Linked DNA regions of Mus musculus: region 2 is linked to region 1. The links are chromatin contacts, called in public capture Hi-C maps. All regions are on one chromosome and are shown on one strand. Each heading gives the region's core, a stretch centred on a gene start, on an enhancer-like site or on the middle of the called end of the contact. The rest is flanking DNA. Distances are from core to core; before and after follow the strand shown.

Region 1 (2,927 bases), core at 247-2,746:
CATGGTGGGAAAATCTGTCTAACAGTGAAGAAGGCCTTCTTGAAGAGTTGACTCTGAACCAGCCTCACAGTCCTCACACGGAAACTTTTAGAAAAGCCATCCCTCGGGTGCTTTCCTCAGGCCTATCTCAGGAGGGATTCAGCGGGAGACCTAGACACTGCTGCAGCAACCCCACTTAGTTTGAGAAGCTCTCATCTAGAGCGGCCTGAGATCTCAAAGCTTGCAATCCCAGGAAACAGCTAGTGAGAAAGGGAAGGAAGTCCAGCTTTAGCAGGAGGTCGTGCCAGCTCTGTCTCTACTGCAGCTCCGAAACCCAAGCTACTTCTGGAATAAGCAAGGGAACAGGAAAGCATTATCTGCTGCAAAATGTCAACTTGGGGTCCCAGGGGGTACACACTATGTCTGCTCTATCTGTGGGTCAGCGAGTCCCAGCCCAAGGCCTGGCCACCAGCAGGTGTCAGCAAAGGTAGGAAACAAATGAAGTAACCACGGGAGGTGGGACCCACAGTCCTTCCCAAGAGAGGGGTTCACTAGCTGCCTCCCTCCATGAACACAGTGAACCAGACGCAGCCCCTGGTTCCATGACCACCAAAAACAGGAGGGGAACAAAAGACCTACTCCACCCATCTCCCCACTCATCCTTTTAAACTCAAGCTTGCCAGAGGCCATGTCCACAGGTCACGTCTTCCCTTGGCAGTTGACAGGCATTACTTCTACAGAAGTTCATGCAAACATCTCAGAAGGGTTATGGTGACACCCACCCCACAGTCGAGGCCGGCCACCACCACCCTCCAACCACAGATGTCCTACCTCGGTACTTCCGTACCTGTAGTAGGACAGCAGGCCATTGCCGAGCACGAACCAACGGCGCTGGTAGCCCTTCAGGTAGTTAGTCCACTTGAGGAGCCAACCCTTGTAGCTGTCCAGAGGTGGTGAGACCATTTGGACACCAATCCCTGACACCGGAGTCCCGACAGAAATCTTCGCCTGTCCTTGTCGCAGAAAAGACTGGGTCTTTGGCACCAGCTTGGACTCGGGTTTGGTGACGGGCAAACTCCCTACTGTTGACTGCAGCGGGGACGGCATTGCCAGCTCTGGCGAAGCTTTGATGATGGACACAGACCTTGTGCCGTTCTCTGACCCCGGCCACAAGCCCTGTAGTTCCGATTCCTGCCCAACCCCTGAAGGCCTTGGCACAGACGTCGTCTGGGACCCAGGTTCGGATCTCGACGCCGGCTCAGAAATTGGCTGGCACACCTGTTTCGACAGCAACTCCCGCTCTGGTGCCTGCACAGGCTGGAGCTGAGGCTTTGACGCTGGTCCTGAGCCGAACGCGGATGAGTTCATGCCCGGCGCCGCCGTGTGGCAGGACAAGCAGGGCACAACCGTGAACAGCGACGAGAGCCCGCGGGAGCGGCCAGCGCAGCCGCCGCCTCGGCTCAGAGCGGCCGCTTTCCCCATAGAGCTGTGGACCCGAGCTCGGCGGAGCGCGGAGTGGGGGCGGGGCGGGGCGGGAGTGGGTGGGGCCTGTTCGGAGGGAGTGGCGGGGCGGAGCCGGGCGGGGTTGGTGGAGGAGTGGACGGGATGGGTGGAGCCCTCACGTGAGCGACAGAGATCGGGTGCGCGTGGGTCCCTCCGCCGCTCTGGCTAAGGTGGAAGGAACCCCGTGGGCCAAGAGTTAGGCAGACGACGTGGAAGGCACTTCACGCTTCAGGCTGCTGTCCCTCCTGTGCCAGGCGCTGGGAGAACAATGGTGAATGAAAGCCACGCGGTGCGCTCGCCACGCAACTCTGAGCAATGGGTGGGTCGTGGACAGCAAATCTCAAACCCTGGGAGTCCGACCTGAGGAAATCCAGCCTAGGCCCTCTCCCTAGTTGTGGGAACTGTAGCCACTCCACAAACTTCTGTTGGCTCATCTATACAATGAAGATAATACCTCCTTCAAAGGCTGTAATAAGATGGTGCATATGAGGCACATTTGGCAGAGTAGATGCTCCGAGAGCATCATTGAGTTATTAACTAGAGAGTTCTGTGGTACATTTTGTCAGCGACCAGAGCAGGAGATGAGAGCAAGGTTGACAAGCTTGGGAAGCAGCCACTGTGCATGCACGTGTCAGATGTGTGTGCAGCCCTCAGGGAAGGAAGCTAACTAATAAATTCTTAACGAGATGTTTCGACTCCTGAAACAAATTGCCAAGCTACCTAAGATGACAGGCCTGTCATTAGTTCTACCAAATTTGGGCAAGAGTCACAGAAGAGACAAGGTCTACAGAGTTAGAGAAACAAGAAAGACCTTCAAGGAGAAACCGCTGTGTACAAAGACCCAAACCAGGGAGAACAGCTTGTCTGGCAAATAGCTAATAGCTCAGTGTTTTGTCAAGAGGAGGGCAGGACACAGAACAGCTGCCCCACACCCCACCACAAGGAATGCCCTTTATCCTAGAGAAACCAAAGCTTCTAGAAACAAGGGAAATTTATTTTCATTTTTAAAGTGGGGGGGGGGGGGAAGGAGGTGAGATGGCTCAGTGGGTAAGAGCACTGACTGCTCTTCCAAAGGTCCTGAGTTCAATTCCCAGCAACCATATGGTGGCTCACAACCATCTGTAGTGAGATCTGATGCCCTCCTCTGGTGTGTCTGAAGACAGCTAGAGTGTACTTACATATAACAATAAATAAATCTTTGTGCCTGAGTGAACAGAGGTCCTGAATTCAATTCCCAGAACAGAAACCACATGAAGGCTCACAATCATCTGTATAGCTACAGTATACTCATAAACATAAGATAAAATAAATAAATCTTTTAAAATAAAGTGTGTTGAAACAGAGTCTTTATATGTAGTCCAGGCTGGTCTCCATCTGGAAATGTTTGTTTCTTAGAACCAGAGTTCTGGGATTACAGACGTGAGCCATTATACCTGGCCCAGAGC
Region 2 (3,298 bases), core at 759-3,258, 380 kb before region 1:
AGTCTGTTGCCACCCTAGCCTGCCTTCCCATGGGGTGGACAGGAAGAGATCTCAAAGATCCTCCCTCAGAACCTGCCTCTACAGAGGAGAAAAACAAAGACCTGAAGAGGACAAAGTTCCCTAGTGAGGCAGCGCCCTGGCCACAGTCCCTCCCACAGTCCCTGTCCCAAACTGGGTAGATATAGATTCAGAGGCCCCCAAACCTTAGGGTTTGCTTTCTCCTAGTTAGGCTGCTTCCTGCTACCCTGGGGTGTTAGTGAGTGTTTTCACAGCGGACGGACGCTATGCTTATGGTAAGAGTCTTACCTAATGCCTGTGAGTAACAACAGGGATCAGGAACGTCCCGGTCATGCAGAAGAGGAAGCTGAGGGCCAGAGCTGTAGGTTTCTAAGGCCAGGCTCACACTGTTCCAGTTGGGTCTGTCTGATCTTTCCAAAGCTGGGCTCTTGATGTGAGTCCATCCAGCCTTCCCAGTGAAGGGCAAGGAAGGCTGTGGAATGTGGAAAAGGGAGCCGAGCTGGATGGCAGGTCCTACGACAACAGCGAATACCACTACTGTGCTTTTTTTAAAACCTTGGCTTGTGCCCACACCCTCTTCTCTCACTGCCACCACATCTTTCTCAACCTCAGGAGAGGGGTTTGGCACCTGGGTTAAATAATTCTCTTTTCATTAATCCTCGGCTATTACCTCCAGGTCAGGGCTAGTTCTGAAGCCACAAAGATAGGCCTCATGGCTGAAGCGGACTCTCTGCTCCCTTCCTACACTGGCTCTGCCTCTGCCTCGACGGGACTTGACTTCCTGCAGAGTGTAGCATGGCAGCTGAGGGGGACTGCTCCAGCTAGCCCCAATTTGCGCCTTTAAACTCTCTCAGCCCTGTGGGGACCTGAGTGTCGTTTGAATTATTTTTACATCACTCTGGGGCTTCAGTTTCTTCCTATCTTGACTGTTGTTGTTGTTGCTGCTGCTGCTGTTGTTGTTTGTGTGTTTGTTTTTGAGACAGGGTTTTTGTGGCTTTGGCTGTCCTGGAACTCATTATGTAGACCAGGTTTGCCTTAAACACCGAGATCTGCCCACCTCTGCCTTCTAAGTGCTGGGATCAAAGGTGTGCACATAACAGCCAGCTGGGCTCAGTTTCTTCATCTATATAATGGGTATAACTACTAGCTTCACCAGATGGTTGGAAGCAAAATAACACATCAGCTTGGGGACATGGGAAACAGTGCTGAGTATAGCCCCCTCCATGATACAGAGACGTAAGCCTCTTGGGGGGGGTGGGACACATGATTCCTTCTGGGCGTCATACTCCAAGAATAGAAGGACCTGGCCCCCTGAGCCATTTTATACTTATTTGGGGACCTTATCTTTTAAATCCCCAGTGCCAGTCCTGCTCCAGGTTACTATCAGGTCCTACTCTGGTTATGTATCCCAACCATCAGACAGGAGTATGGCGTTGGACCAGACCTGTGCTGGAAGTCGCAGGGATCCTGTGGCACTCTCTTTGGAGAATCCCAACAGCCTTTCTCAGAACCAGGACTTGCAAAGAGCACCAGAATCAACCTTCTTTTCCCAGAAGATTTGGGAACTCCCAAGGTGGGCTCCAGAGCCCCAGCCGTGCCCTGGCCTCTTTCACCCGCCCTAACTGAAGTCCATGGCCTCTTGCCAATCTCATAGACTTGGGTGTGGTAGTTGCAACTGGGTTAGGAGTACAAGGACAGGTTCTGGAGGTCTCCTCTAAGTCCCTGAACTCTCTTCTGGCTCCAAAGGGGATAAAGCTCCCCCTTGACCTCCCTCCTCCATCCTCACCCTCATAGTCCAAGGCTTTGGCTCCCACAGATGCTTCCAGGGCAGCCCGGGGCAGGTGACTGGACAGCTCCGCGGACACGATGAGTGGAGGCGTGGGCTCAGCAATGCATCCCTCAGCCAATCAGCAGCCTGCCCAGCCGGTGGATTCGGTTACAAGCCCAATATCACCCCATACACCAGCCTTCCTCCTCCTCCCTAGGCTCCATTCATTGGCCCTGACACCCAGGGGCTGCTGGGCATCGCTTCCGCTGGAGCCTCAGCAGCTGCCTCAGGGGCAGTCAAAGGCAGGCATCCCGGGGCTTTGTCTGACCAGGCTGGACTAGAGTAGAATGGGGGTCCTGGGGGTACTTCTAGGAGTGCTGGCTTTCCTAGAGGGCTCCCATACCCGTCACTGGGACAGTACCTCCTGCCATTTGGTCCAGCCCATCCCTGGTAACCCTCTGGGCTCCCTGAGCTTCTTGGGCAAAGATGCCCAAGGCCTGGCATTATTCCAGGCCTTCTGGGATACACACCACAGGCTGCAGGTTTGTATCAGGCAGGATGAATCTGAACTTATCACAGCGTTCAGGGCCCTCTGTGCTCATGAGCCTTTGCAGCACTCCTTCATCCAAACCCCTGGACCTGCGCTGCAGAGAGCACTGGCCACTCTGCAGAGCCAGTGGGAGGCATGTCAAAGGTCTCAGGATAGTCCTACAGGAGCCAGGGAGAAGCGAGCAATAGAGCAGAGTGGAGCACCTGACAGAGAGCACCGTCGAAGGAGGAGAGGCTGGACCATTCCTGGCACGCTGTGGTGCGGTGTTGGGAACTCTGCTGAAAATGCCTCAGAACTGGGTGAGCCCCCGGGGTTTGGGTAGGTGTATGGTATGTATATGTGGGGTGGGGTGTTGGACTCCAGCCTGGCTCCCATTCTTCCAGGCTGTGTTATTGGAGAAGTGACATAGGCACTTTAACCTCATTTTTTAAATCTGTAAAATGGGTATGAATATGAGTAGCTCTTCATGAGACACTTAAGTGACGTCATGGATGTGAAAGGTCTTACTCAAACCCATGAATCACTCGAGGGAGGAGGTAGATTGAGGAGGATCCAGATTCTACTGCTCTAAACAACCTCTACCCATGAGGTTCTTCAGTGGCAAGAGCTCCAAAGACCTGGGTACAGCTCAGCATATTCAAGCTGACACTTCTTGAAGCTCCAAGTTCCTTATCTAGAAGATAAAGAGCCACTTCCCTTTGGGGGCTGCTGTGAACTCCGCTCATGTAAACATCACAACAAAGGGCGCCATTGCTCGAACTGTGGTTGAATGCTGTATATCTGCAAGGAATGCTGCTGGAGGACTAGGCTTGAGCAGGCAGGATGGCATCTTGGCCACCCAAGATGTTCTTGCTGTGCCAGAGGAAAGACTGTGCCTGGCCTGACTATCATTCCATAACACACACTTTCATTATCTGGAGTTTTATTTGGGTGTGAGCTTGGGAACTCTGTGAGTCAGCTCT

What was found. Capture Hi-C pulls out chosen DNA fragments and counts their contacts.
Region 2: a contact with region 1 is called in a capture Hi-C map of macrophages, with 10 times the contacts expected there. The contact joins the promoter of Pla2g3 here to the promoter of Osbp2 in region 1. A contact is called at or near these places in 7 of 39 promoter capture datasets (the C10 cell line, the HPC-7 cell line, HPC-7-derived erythroid cells and 5 more), 2 of 15 datasets of contacts at CTCF or cohesin (the NIH/3T3 cell line and pro-B cells), 14 of 484 Hi-C or Micro-C datasets (the 3T3-L1 cell line, the C2C12 cell line, the G1E-ER4 cell line and 7 more), 4 of 115 datasets of contacts at active chromatin or transcription factors (embryonic basal ganglia and embryonic stem cells) and 3 of 9 other capture datasets (adipose tissue, liver and macrophages).

What each region holds. Positions count from the first base shown.
Region 1 is chr11:3,862,407-3,865,333 of GRCm38.p6, forward strand. It overlaps Osbp2 (oxysterol binding protein 2), which reads right to left and starts at 1,497. Exons shown (of 14, transcript NM_152818.3): 1 at 827-1,497. The coding sequence starts at 1,461.
Region 2 is chr11:3,486,219-3,489,516 of GRCm38.p6, forward strand. It overlaps Pla2g3 (phospholipase A2, group III), which reads left to right and starts at 2,009. Exons shown (of 7, transcript NM_172791.2): 1 at 2,009-2,635. The coding sequence starts at 2,134.